Linked DNA regions of Oryctolagus cuniculus: region 1 is linked to region 2. The links are chromatin contacts, called in public Hi-C maps. All regions are on one chromosome and are shown on one strand. Each heading gives the region's core, a stretch centred on a gene start, on an enhancer-like site or on the middle of the called end of the contact. The rest is flanking DNA. Distances are from core to core; before and after follow the strand shown. Region 1 overlaps VPS37B (VPS37B subunit of ESCRT-I). Region 2 has its middle 6.1 kb from the start of VPS37B.

Region 1 (6,595 bases), core at 2,269-4,768, 35 kb before region 2:
GGCTGACTTCCCTGCTAGCTGAAAACCCACAGCACGGGGCTGGCGCTGCAGCTCACTAGGCTAATCCTCCGCCTGCGGTGCTGGCACACCGGGTTCTAGTCCTGGTTGGGGCACCGGATTCTGTCCTGGTTGCTCCTCTTCCAGGCCAGCTCTCTGCTGTGGCCCGGGAGTGCAGTGGAGGATGGCCCAGGTGCTTGGGCCCTGCACCCCATGGGAGACCAGGAGAAGCATCTGGCTCCTGCCTTCGGATCAGCGCGGTGCACCGGCCACAGTGCACCGGCCGTGGCGGCCACTGGAGGGTGAACCAACGGCAAAGGAAGACCTTTCTCTCTGTCTGTATCTCTAACTCTGCCTGTCAAAAAATAAATAAATAAATAAATAAATAATAATAATAATAATAAAAACCCAAGGCACGAGCAACTGCACAGAATAAGCGCCCGGGGGTGAGGGTGGTGGCATGGGGCTTGGTGAGACTTTATTTTTTAAGATTTACTTACTTACTTGAAAGGTCAAGTTACAGAGAGGGAGAGACAGAGACAGAGATCTATCCACTGGTTCACGCCTCAAATGGCTACAATGGTCAGGGCTGGGCTGAAGCCAGAAGCCTGGAACTCCGTCCAGGTCTCCCATGTGGGTAGCAGGGACCCGAGTACTGGGCCATCCTCTGCTGCCTCCCCAGGCGCGTTAGCAAGGAGCTGCATTGCAGAGTGGCAGCCAGGACTTGAGCCGGCGCTCCTGCGTTCCTCCGGGTGCCGACATCCCAGCAGCTTAACTGGCTGTAACGGGCTAGAGCACGTAGGTGCTGCCTGGGACCCCCACGTCCTCCATGAGGGCGGTGCCTGTTCCCGTCCCAGCTACTTGCTTCTGACCTGGCTTCCTGCTAGCGTACACCTGCAAGTATTGAGTCCCTGTCACTCACACGGGAGGTCTGCATGGAGTTCCAGGCTCCTGGCTTGAGCCTCACTCAGCCCTGCTGCCGCCAGCACTTGGGAAGTGAACCAGTGGAGGGAAGATCTGTCTCCACCTTTCAAATAAAATGAAAATGAGCCCAAAAAAATTCGTTTTAAAGGGGCGAGTATTGTGGTGTCGTGGGCTAAGCTGCCACCTGCCAGGCTGACATCCCGTACTGGGGTGCTGGCTTGAGTCCTGGTTGCTCTGTTTCCAATCCAGCTCCCTATTCATGGGCCTGGGAAGCAGCAGATTTTGGTTCAAGTACTGGGGCCCTGCTACCCACGTGGGAGACCCGGATGCAATTCCAGGCTTCTTGCGTTAGCCTGGCCCAGCTCCAACAATCACAGCCAATGTGAGTGAAACAGCAGATGGAAGATGAATCTCTTACCCCTCTGTCATTCTACCTTTAAATAAATAATAAATCTTAAAAAAAAAAAAAAAAAAAAAAAAAACACAGCACCAGGCCAGATCTGGGGACAGCACCAGAGAGCCCAGGGCCCTGAGTCACAATCCTGGAGGGCGGAATATTTCCAATATGTGACAGCAGCTAACCACAGCTTTCTAGCGCTCTCTTGTTGAGAGAAACTTCAATATACACAGATTAAGTGCAGGACTCACGTTTTTACCCCAGTAAACCCTGACCGCCGCTTCCTAGAGGAAGACTCAGGATTTCCAGGGAGCTCCCTCGCGCCCACTCCCAGCGACGCCCCCGGAGGCAGCCCTACACGGCCTGGCTCCACACTTCCCGCCAACGGAGCAGGCGGCACCTGCTCTGCGCCGGCTTCTCTTGCGTCCGTTCATTCCAGATAATACTTCAGGGTCTGAGTATCGAACTCACTCACTCAGTCCTCTGCAAATGGACATTTAGCTCCTTTCCAAACGCAGCTATCAGAAAGAGCTAACGGGAACGTTACCGTGCCGTTTCTGCTGTGCCCGTACCGGGCGTGGCACTGCCGAACCATGCCTCCAAGGTGGTTTTACCAAATCACATGCCTCCCACCCCCACCCCCACCCCCACCCTGCTTGCTGTTGCCCACCCTTTACTTCTCTCCACTCTCCTGAGTTTGTTATTATGAATTTTTTCTCAAGTTAGGGATTCAATGAGGAGACTGCAAAACCAGTGTCAGAATGTAAACATTCCTGAAGGGGAGGGTTTTAACCCAGCTCCTCTTAACCTGAACGTCTCTTTAAAGAAGTTCTCAAAAGCATCCGGGACTCTCAACACCACCAAATTCCTACTGAGGTGGGACATCAAAACGTTCCAGTGCGAGGACCACTGTTTCACTGTGCACGCCGAGAGCCAAAGGACGAAGCATTTACTGAAAATCACAATTCAGAAAACTGCCTTTTTCGCGTGTCTTTTTTTTTGGTGGGGGGGGGGGCAGGCAGAGTTAGACAGTGAGAGAGACACAGAGAGAAAGGTCTTCCTTCCGTTGGTTCACCCCCGAAGTGGCCGCTATAGCCAGCGCGCTGTGCTGATCCGAAGCCAGGAGCCAGGCGCTTCCTCCTGGTCTCCCATGCAGGTGCAGGGCCCAAGGACTTGGGCCATCCTCCACTGCACTCCCGGGCCACAGCAGAGAGCTGGACTGGAAGAGGAGCAGCCGGGACTAGAACCCGGTGCCCATATGGGATGCCGGCGCCGCAGGCAGAGGATTAACCTAGTGAGCCACGGTGCCGACCCCAAGGCGTCAGTCTTGAATTTAACCCGTGCTGAAGTCACTTTTCAGGAACAACAACTCTGAACACAAACTCCCCGGGCAGCGGCCCCATCTCAACCCCACAGTGTCCCTAACCGGCTCCCCTCCCCGGGCAGCAGCTTCCGGTCTTCTCGGCTCTAGTCTCGAAAGCTCGCCCTGTCCAAGTTACCTAATTTAGTCTTCTTTATCTGATAGGCTTCAAAGAGAACCTGCAGCTCCTGGTATTTCTGGGTCAAACACGCTTTCCGGGCGTCCAGCTGGGGCTGGTACAGAAGGTTTCCCTCTGCCAGGCTCCGGTTGCTGGCGAGCGTCATTTCTTTGTTGAGCTGGACAGTCTGCGTCTGCGAGGAACACACAGGCTGATGAGACCCCCCAGTGCATGAGCTCGCCCCCAGTCCCCAGGAGCCCGGCACGGACTTCCCTGCCCAGACTCCACCCCCCACCCCCTGCGCGTGCTCAGCAGGGCCGCTTCCTTTCCAGCAGGCTCCCAGGTCGGGCGCCCTGGGACTCCGTGGGAGCTTTCACTGCCGTGGCTCCTCCAGGAGCTGTAGGGACTCGGGGCTCAATGTTTGTAAGACAAGTTTCTGCCACGACAAAGCAAGCTTCAGAATCACTTTCATCAGCGAGGGTGGCTAACGCAGGCTCTGGGATCAGACCCAGCGATCAAACACGCCGCCTCAGAGGCCCTGGGAAAGAGCGTGCTGACTGGAGCCTGGCTCTCGCATCATCCCGCCCCCCAGCCCAGCACTTCTGGGTCTTCCCAGCTCCCGGCCCCGGCCCGTGAGCAAATCGGAACCAAAGCTGGGGCGGGGCTGGGGGAATACTTTGCCCAACAGGGGCTCCACACTGCCTTTCAGGCCCCAACAGACTACTGGGTGGTAAAGAGGCCCACCTGCTCAGACCTCGTTCAGAAGGCGAGAAACAAAACCTAGCCAAGGAGTCTGGGCTAAACAGTTCACGGAAAAGTTGATCTCGGTGCAAGAAATATTTTAAATCTATGCATAGTTTGTCTATAACTGGTATTTTTCAAGAACTTTTTGAAAACCCCTCATAGTTAGAGGAAGTTAGAAAACATGAACTCTTCTCACTGCCCCGTGACCGTGACCCCGGCCCTGCCCGGCCAAGTCCCAGCAGCACAGGTGCCCTCGCTCAGGGTCTGTGTTTCCCCTTAAGGGGCTCTTCCTCCCCGCCCCCCAGTCCTCCCATTTGCTAGCACGCAGGAGTCTGTTTTAGCTGCTCCTTCCTTCCTTCCTTCCTTCCTTCCTTCCGAGTCTGGGTATGGGTTCCCGGCCCATCACACCCATGCATTCCTCTTCTTGCACAGTTCCCAGCACCCTCACAGCGCAGAGAGAACAGGAGAAGCCCCGCTCAGTGCCTCCACCAGGACACCCCGACTACCCCCCAGGGCTCTCTCTACCCCGCAGACACGCGACCTGCAGCTCCCAGACGCGAAAGATGGGCTGAAAACTGCAAGCGGTTTGGTAACAATGGAAAAACACACACCCGTTCAACACTACGGAGTAACAGGTGGGAGTGTCCCCAAAGCCAGGGCAGCAGAAATGCGCCTGGTTCCTTCCTGCTGCTCAGAGCCAGCACAGCCCCGATCTGGAGAGACCTAGCGTAGCTGGCTCTGGGCAGGCAGGTGAGGCTCCGCCCCCATCTCCCGGCACGCGGAGGGGGGGCTTTTCCTCCAATTGTCATGGCCAATTAAAAGAACAAACAAAAATACACCATTGTGCAGTCACTCTGGAAAGACGTGGCACCTTCTTGTAAAAGGAATCGCAGAGTAACCATGTGACCCAGAAACTGTCGTCCCCGGCACTTATTCCAGAGAAAGGAATTTACGTTCCCACAAAAACCTGCTTGTATTTGTAGCAGCACTATTTCTAACAGCCAAAATCTTGAAGCAACCCAGATTATGAGCCAACAGGTGACTGGTTAAACATTCCATCCACACCACGAAGCGAGCTAACCGCTGACCCCAGTCACGGATAAAGCTCCAGGGATCTGTTACAATGAAGAAACAAGACAACCCCATAGGACCACTACCCCACCATCCCCAACGCACAAGGATCTTGAAACAACAGAATTACAAAATGGAGAACACGTGAGCGCCGGGGGAGGCGGTGGGGAGCAGTGGGCCACCTCAGGAGGATGCCGTCAGCATGCCAACCCTGACTCCACAGTGTCCGGGACTGCACCAGCTGCCACCAGCGGGGACCGGCAGCGGGGCACAGGCCCTCTCCGATCCATTTCTGACAACTGCAGGTCTCAGAAAGATGGACAAGCCACCATGTGCAGAGAGCTCTCCCTCCTTCCGGGCTCTGCAGATGGATGGGCAGGGTGTTCACGCTCACAGCCCACAGACTGGAACCCAGGTCTCGGCCCGCAGACCACGGCTCTGAGAACCCCGCCCCTCTGACTGCGATCAGTTCTTTGCTCAGTTAACACTCAGCCAAGCCCCGAGTTAGTCTCGAATAAACCACCTGGTATAAAGGGACTGTGTTCCTGAGCACGCTCACTTCCCGCTCCGTTCTTAGAGAACGCGTACCTGGAGCTCAGTCTCTCTTCCCTCTGCCCTCCCGGCCACCCTCTAACCCAGTTCCCGTGGCACGCACTCCTTTGTGGCGCCAGCTGCCATCGGTGGGATTAAACGTTCGCCTGCTCACCGCCTGTCTTCTCCAGGGAAATGCGAACCACACACTTGCTGTCCCTGGCACACCGAGCACAGATCAGTGAGGGTGTGCGGAATCCATCTGAGAGGCTGCTTCTAAAGAAACGCAAGTCACGTGTAGACTAAAGCAAAGGGATCTGCGGGCGCCGGCGCTGTGGTGCAGCGGGTAAAGCCGCCGCTTGCAGTGCCAGATCCCATAGGGTGTCGGTTCAAGTACCAGCTGCTCCTCTTCCGACCCAGCTCTCAGTGTGGCCTGGGAAAGCAGTGGAGGATGGCCCAAGTCCTTGGGCCCCTGCACCCGCGTGGGAGACCTGGAAGAAGCTCCCAGCTCCAGCCATTGCAGCCATCTGGGGCCAGCAGATGGAACACCTCTCTCACTCTGCCTCTGCCTCTCTTTCAAATAAATAAATAAATCTTAAAAAGAGAAAAGGGATGTGTTTGCTAAGCAGTATTACTGTACCCCAAATCCTTTATGCGGCAGGTGGGTTCTGAGTCTGTGGGGGTCTCACACTGGGTAGAATTTCCCCCAAAGTCCTAAGCTCAGGCAGCAGTCAGTGCCGGTCTCCGAGGCGACCCAGGGGAAGGCAGAGTTAAATGTTTCGATTCCAGCATGATGGTAAAGACTATCGCATAGCAATGGTTCTCAACTTTGTATATCAGTCACCGCCCTAATTTTTTTAAACTTCTTTTATTTGAAAGGCAGAGAGGGAGACACAGCAATCGATTTGCTGGTTCATTCCCCAGATGTCCACAACAGCAGCAGGAGCGGGGCCAGACGGGAACTCAACCAGGTCTTGGACGTGGACAGCAGGGACCGATGCCTTAAGCCGTCGCTCGTGCCCCCCAGGGTGCAAGCCAGACGCCGGGACGAGGAGTGCTGTCAGGACACGAGCCCTGGCACTCCGACCTGGGCTGCAGGCATCGCAAGCAGCATCCCCAGCGCCACCTGGCGTGCCCGCCCCACAACCACCTTCTGAAGTGGGCTAGGGGTGTCCAGAGCCTGACACCCACGCTGACCAGCTACCAGGCCGGACCTTCTAGGCGAGGCCCACACCCCCTTCTCAAGGCTCCCAGGAGACCCCAACACATCGCTGCCCCGAAAGCACCAACTCCACGGGTGCGAGTCAAGGCCACTCGGCCCACGTGTGAGGAAGCCACTCATTTATACTGGATCACACGGGCACCACCAGCAAAGGGCCAAATAAAAATCCAACGACCGTTAAACTGGCGGTGACTAGTACCCGAGTGTTCAGATGAACCGGAGTAAGTGCAG
Region 2 (6,147 bases), core at 83-2,582:
GTTCAAGTGCCTGCTACTCCACTTCGATCTAGCTCTCTGCTATGGCCTGGGAAAGCAGTGGAAGATGGCCCAAGTCCTTGGGCCCCTGCACCCACATGAGAGACCTGGAAGAAGCTCCTGGTTCCTGGCTTTGGATCGGCACAGCTTCGGCCGTTGCAGCCATCTGGGGAGTGACCAGCGGATGGAAGACCTCTCTCACTCTGCCTCTGCCTCTCTCTCTCTCTCTCTCTCTGCCTCTCCTCTCTCTGTGTAACTCTGACTTTCAAATAAATAAATAAATCTTAAAAAAAACTAAACTAAAAATAGAGGATGTTGGGACTGGTTATTTTGACTTGAGGTTTGACTTTTATGGAGTTCGGATTTTTTTCTCTTCTCTTGTTTATCTTTTGCTCCCATTGGGCTTGGTTTAATGAACGATTTCAAACGCAGGAGAGAGACGGAACAGAGAATACGTAACAAACACTGCGGTGCGCGCCCGATGGAGGGACATCGGGGGGAAGTGAGCCTCCGCGCGTTCCTCCTCTTCAAGCCCACTTCCCTTCGGCTCCAGAGGCTAGCTACGGCGCTAGTGCATTACCTCCCCGTGTGTGTGTGTCTGTAAACTTCCTCAAAACAGCACAACATACCTGCCACTTGCTTTTGAAGAATCAACATGGAGTTTTTGAGATATATTCTTGTTGGTTTATTAGTTTGAAATTGTATGTTTGTACACGGAAAACGTCCTTTCTTCCACCCTACATGTACACAGACATACGTGAATACACATGTGGCAGTGTGCTGGTGTCACATTTGTTCTCTGTCGCATACATACATGATCATCACACCATTCGGATCGGCGCAGCTCCGGCCGTTGCAACCTTTTGGGGAGTGAACCAACCGAAGGAAGACCTTTCTCTCTGTCTCTCCCTCTCGCTGTCTGTAAGTCTACCTCTCAAAAAGTAAATAATTTTTTTTTTTTTTAAGAAAATCTGCAGGATTCTGAACTTGCGCTTCCCCGAAGTCCCCTGGCTCTGGTCACCCGGGAGAGGCCCCTAGCTGCGGTCAAGCCTTGTTCTCCTCACAGAGTGGCCTGTGGAGAGTGACCTCGCGCTGTCTTGCCTGTTTGGCTTTGACACAGCAGCTAAGCCGCGGAGGAACGCGCAGTCTGTCCTGAGACAAGAGCATGCGTTCACGCAGCGAGAGATTAATTCAGCTCTGAGAGTCGCTCACCGCCTGGGCAACGCGGAGGAGAGAATCTAACACCCGCGCGTGGTTGCAGCGCTAGGGCTGGATCACCCGTGTGCAGGGGGCTGAGACACGGTTTCCAGGCACCGCGTTTGTAAAGTCTCTAGAGAGAGGTGGGAAACTGAAACTCTCAGCACGGTATTTTTAGAAAGGATCTCTAAAGGGGTGTGGGTGTGTGGGTGGGGTGTGGTTTTGGATTTTTTTTTAGTTCTAAACTGATTTGCAGCTCTCATTTCTTAACTGGGTGATGGATTCATGGTGTTACCCCTCCCCCCTGGCAGATCTGGTACACATCATACAACAAAATACAAACTGAAAAATTCTGTTTTTTTAAGGTTTATTTATTTGAAAGGCAAAATGACATGAAGAGATGCAGAGAGATAGAAAGAGAGCTCTCCTGTCTCCTGGTTCAATCCCCAGACGGCCACAACAGCCAGGTCTGGGCCGGTACTGAAGCCGGGGCCAGAAACTCCGCCTGGTCTCCCGTATCAGTGGCAGGGGCCCAAGCAAGAAGCTGGGTCAGAAGTGGGGTAGCCAGACCCAAACCGGCGCTGTGGTGTGGGATGTTGGCAGCACAAGTGGTGGCTTAACCAACAACGGGCAACACATGCCGTGACAAATTCTTTAAAAAAAATACAGTGAAGAAACATATTTACCATATAAAACATCCGGCAGGAGTTTAGAGCAGCAGTTAGATCGCCACTTGCTACGCCGGCATCCGCATCGGAGGGCCTGGTTGGAGTTCCGACTGCTGATCAACTCCCTGCTAATACAGGGGGGAGGCAGAGGTGACGGCTCACGTCCCTGGGCCCCTGCCACTCCTGTGGGAGACCTGCACGGAGTTCCAGGCTCCTGGCTTCGGCCTGATCCAGTCCAGGTTGTTGGCGGGCATTTGGGGAGTAAACCAGTAGATGGAAGATTTGTGTCTCTCATTCTGTCTCCCTGCCTTTCCAATAAAAACAGAAACAAATTATTTCTTAAAAAGAAAAACTAGCCGGCGCCGCGGCTCACTAGGCTAATCCTCCGCCTAGCGGCGCCGGCACACCGGGTTCTAGTCCCGGTCGGGGCGCTGGATTCTGTCCCGGTTGCCCCTCTTCCAGGCCAGCCCTCTGCTGTGGCCCGGGAGTGCAGTGGAGGATGGCCCAGGTGCTTGGGCCCTGCACCCCATGGGAGACCAGGAAAAGCACCTGGCTCCTGGCTCCTGCCATCGGATCAGCGCGGTGCGCCGGCCGCATCGCGCTGGCCGCGGCGGCCATTGGAGGGTGAACCAACGGCAAAGGAAGACCTTTCTCTCTGTCTCTCTCTCTCACTGTCCACTCTGCCTGTCAAAAAAAAAAAAAAAAGAAAAAAAAAAAAAAAAAAAAAGAAAAACTGTCAAAATAGAAGTCCCAGTTTATGAACCGAAACGTTAGAAGCAAATCTGATGGTCCACAGTGAGCGATGCCGTGCTCATCTTTCTAGAGTTTGTCTGTATCTGGCTGGCCCTGTTTGCGGCTCACTCTCCTCCGCGTCGGTGGAGGGGCGCTTGCTGCTCTGTAGCTGCCACGTGGGACCAGCCTAAGCGGCTTCCTTCAGGTCCTGAGTCCCTCTGTGCAGGTAGGTTCCTCGTCCACACAGTGTGCCCTGACAAACACGCATGATGCATCTCTAACACATGTTACATGTGACAAACACGCATGTTACACATCTGCGCGTACAAGGGGACTTCAGAAAGTTCACGGAGGAGCAGGCATCGTGGTGCAGCGGGTTAGGCCACCGCTTGGAACGCCAGCATCCTCTCTCTGAGCCCGGATCCCGGTCCTGGCTGCTCCGCTTCTGATCCAGTTCCCTGCCAACGCGCCTGGGAAGGCAGCAGAGGACGGCCCGAGTGCTTGGCCAGTCGACCTACATGTGAGACGCGGATGGGTCTGCTTCTCTCCCTTTTGTTTTAAAGCACAAGGATCTCACACTAATTCCACTGAGTATTTTTTTAAGGTTTATTTATCTGAAAGAGTTACAGAGAGAGAGGAGGAAAAGCAGAAAGAGAGAGAGAGAGAGAGGTCTTCCATTTGCTGGTTCCCTCCCCAGATGGTCGCAATGGCTGGAGTTGGGCCCATCCGAAGCCAGGAGCCAGGAGCCTCTAACAGGTCTCCCACACAATTCAGGGGCCCAAGGACCTGGGCCATCTTCTACTGCTTTTCCAGGCCGTAGCAGAGAGCTGGATCAGAAGTGGAGCAGCCGGGACTCGAACTGGTACCCATATGGGATGCTGGGAGTACAAGCGGCGGTTTTACACCACAGCACCAGCCCCTGAGTGTGTCATTTTGAAATCAAGCTAAAAAGAGAAATCAGGGTGACTCCTTAATACTATCTGACCCACAATGGCCCCCCGAACATCTGAGACATGCCTCACTGTACTTGTCCTCTGTTGGTTCTGAGGATACTTCTGGTGGTTTTCTTTTCTTTTTTCATTTCATGCACTTTCTCGTCTTCCCAAGTGAAGACGCCTCAGCAGGAGGTGTGAGTTCAGGCACTAAATCTGGCGCATTCTCATCACTGTGAACTTTGCATGTCTCCTCTTAGGCAGAAAATGTGTGAAGTCGCGAGTGTTTCACTGACACCTTGGGCTTGTCTTGCGGGGGCTGGGCACGTGCTTGCTCCAGCTGCCTCCCACCTCCCCCCCCCCCAGCTCCTATCTGCGGCGCCCCGGAAGCCTGCCCAGCTCACTTTCTCCTTCTGAATGGACAAAGGACCCTGCAGATGCCCCTGCTTCCCTTCGATGACTCTTCCATAGGGGTTCCTCTGCCTCTCTCTCCTTGGCAGCTGTAACTGCCACAGACTGAGCGACTTAAACACACACTTTTGGAGGAAGTTATTTTAACTTATTTAAAAAAAAAAAAAAAAAAAAAAAAAACCGGCCGGCGCCGCAGCTCAGTAGGCTAATCCTCCGCCTTGCGGCGCCGGCACACCCGGTTCTAGTCCCAGTCGGGGCACCGGATTCTGTCCCAGTTACCCCTCTTCCAGGCCAGCTCTCTGCTGTGGCCAGGGAGTGCAGTGGAGGATGGCCCAAGTGCTTGGGCCCTACACCCCATGGGAGACCAGGAGAAGCACCTGGCTCCTGCCATCAGATCAGCACGGTGCGCTGGCCGCTGCGGCCATTGGAGGGTGAACCAACGGCAAAGGAAGATCTTTCTCTCTGTCTCTCTCTCTCACTGTCCACTCTGCCTGTAAAAAAAAAAAAAAAGAAAAAAAAAAAAAACACAAAACCACACACCTTGGGGCTGGTTCTGTGGCATAGCAGGTAAAGCTGCTACCTGCAGCGCCGGCATCCCATATGGACACCGGTTCAAGTCCTGGCTGCTCCACTTCCAATCCAGCTTTCTGCTATGGCCTGGGAAAGCAGTGGAAGACGGCCCAAGTGCTTGGTCCCTGCACCTGTGTGGGAGACCCGGAAGCAGCTCCTAGCTCCTGGCTTCAAATCGGCCCAACTCCAGCCTTTGCACTCATTGGGGAGTGAACCGGTGAATGGAAGACTTCTCTATGTGTGTGTGTCTCTCTCTCTGTAACTCTCCTTTCAAATAAATAAACACATCTTAAAAAAAAGAAAAAAGCTTGGAAGAGAAAACAAAATAGAACTCCACACACCATCTTGGCAAACTTTGCCGCTTGAGCTCCATGAGCCCTCCCTTGTCAGGCGGCCTCTCCCAAGCCGCGTGCGCCCCAGCGCCGTGTGATCTGGGGGGCAGGAACCAGTTTCCCCCGCGAGCCCCTCAACCCCACCGGAGCCAGTGCCTTCGCCGAGGCTGGGGTGAGCTCCTGGAATTCTCCGTCAGGGCTGGGCCATCTACTGAGCAGCTGACTGAGTCTTTTATGAACTTGGCTCCACACGCTGCATTCCTTGAACCTGATGGCCCGCCCGGTCAGGTGCCAGCGACACACGGCAGGAAGTCAGAGGCCCCGAATCAGGAAGTCCCGGTGGCAGCGGGCTGGCCCCGCTGGTTCTTTCTGGAAGCTCCTCTGTAGCAGGATTCGTGTATCCAGACAAGACACCAAGGCCTCTTAACAGGAAGCAGTCTTTCATTACACCAGCCTAAGGCCCAGCTGGAATGTCTTACCCCAAAGCCTGAGCCGCACACAGAAGGGTTTTCCTTCTATATGGTGTAGCCTCTTTGTCTCCCTTGTGTGGTTCCTCGCGCGCATTTGGATATTCTAATGTTGCACGGCGGCCACAGGATTGATACAGTCCTGCCTACGCAGTTATGAAGATGGGTTTTTCCCACACACATGAGCCTCAGCTGCCTGGCTGTGCACGAACAGGCAGACCCTGAGACGGTGGCCTACAGCCGAGAGGAACTGCGGCGGACGCGTTCACAGGCGAGCGGACAGCAGCCACATTCCGGTCCCAGGACCAAAGCCGCCCACCCTCTTCTTCCGACCTTGGAAGGCCTTGACCGCAACTTGAATCCCGTCGGTGGAAACAAGTCTAATTAGAAGACAGAGGCCTTGCCACAGCTCGGAGGGGAGAAGCCACTTCCCTGCCTGAGCCGGGTTTCCGGAGGCCCCCGCCTCACTCCAGGCTCCGCTCTGTCCCCAGGTCACCTCCTGCCACTCCGACCTTTCGGCCTCCTTCCTTTGGGGGGACCCGGAGCCACCCACGAACCTGGGGTCACCGGCCCTTCTCTAGACCCTTCGCTGAGCCTCATCCCGACTTCCTCGTGCCGCCTCCAGCCCCACAGCCCCTCCAGCCGAACACAAACCCTGCCGAACAGGGAGGCCTGGCCTCCCCCTCCCTCCCAGGGCAGCCACCGCGGACGACCAAAGCTCGCACCCACGGTCCACCCCTCAAATGCCCACAGCAGCCAGGGCGGGGCCAGGCCTCCCCCGTTGCTTCTCCAAGTCTGCATGGGCAGGAAGCCGCAATCAGGAGCCAGGGCCGGGAATGGA

What was found. Hi-C and Micro-C count contacts between places; a contact is called where the count stands out from the background.
Region 1: a Hi-C map of an unstated tissue shows a contact between it and region 2, with 2.8 times the contacts expected there. The contact joins two enhancer-like sites. A contact is called at or near these places in 3 of 6 Hi-C or Micro-C datasets (ear pinna, skin fibroblasts and an unstated tissue).

What each region holds. Positions count from the first base shown.
Region 1 is chr21:6,389,779-6,396,373 of mOryCun1.1, reverse strand. It overlaps VPS37B (VPS37B subunit of ESCRT-I), which reads right to left. Exons shown (of 4, transcript XM_070066120.1): 2 at 2,818-2,989. Among named protein-coding and RNA genes, the nearest start is that of HIP1R, 26 kb to the left of the region's middle. Within about 2 kb of position 3,518, at least 1 of the 8 cell types and tissues checked has an H3K27ac peak or open chromatin away from gene starts, as enhancers often do.
Region 2 is chr21:6,353,511-6,359,657 of mOryCun1.1, reverse strand. No RefSeq gene overlaps it. Among named protein-coding and RNA genes, the nearest start is that of VPS37B, 6.1 kb to the left of the region's middle. Within about 2 kb of position 1,332, at least 2 of the 8 cell types and tissues checked have an H3K27ac peak or open chromatin away from gene starts, as enhancers often do.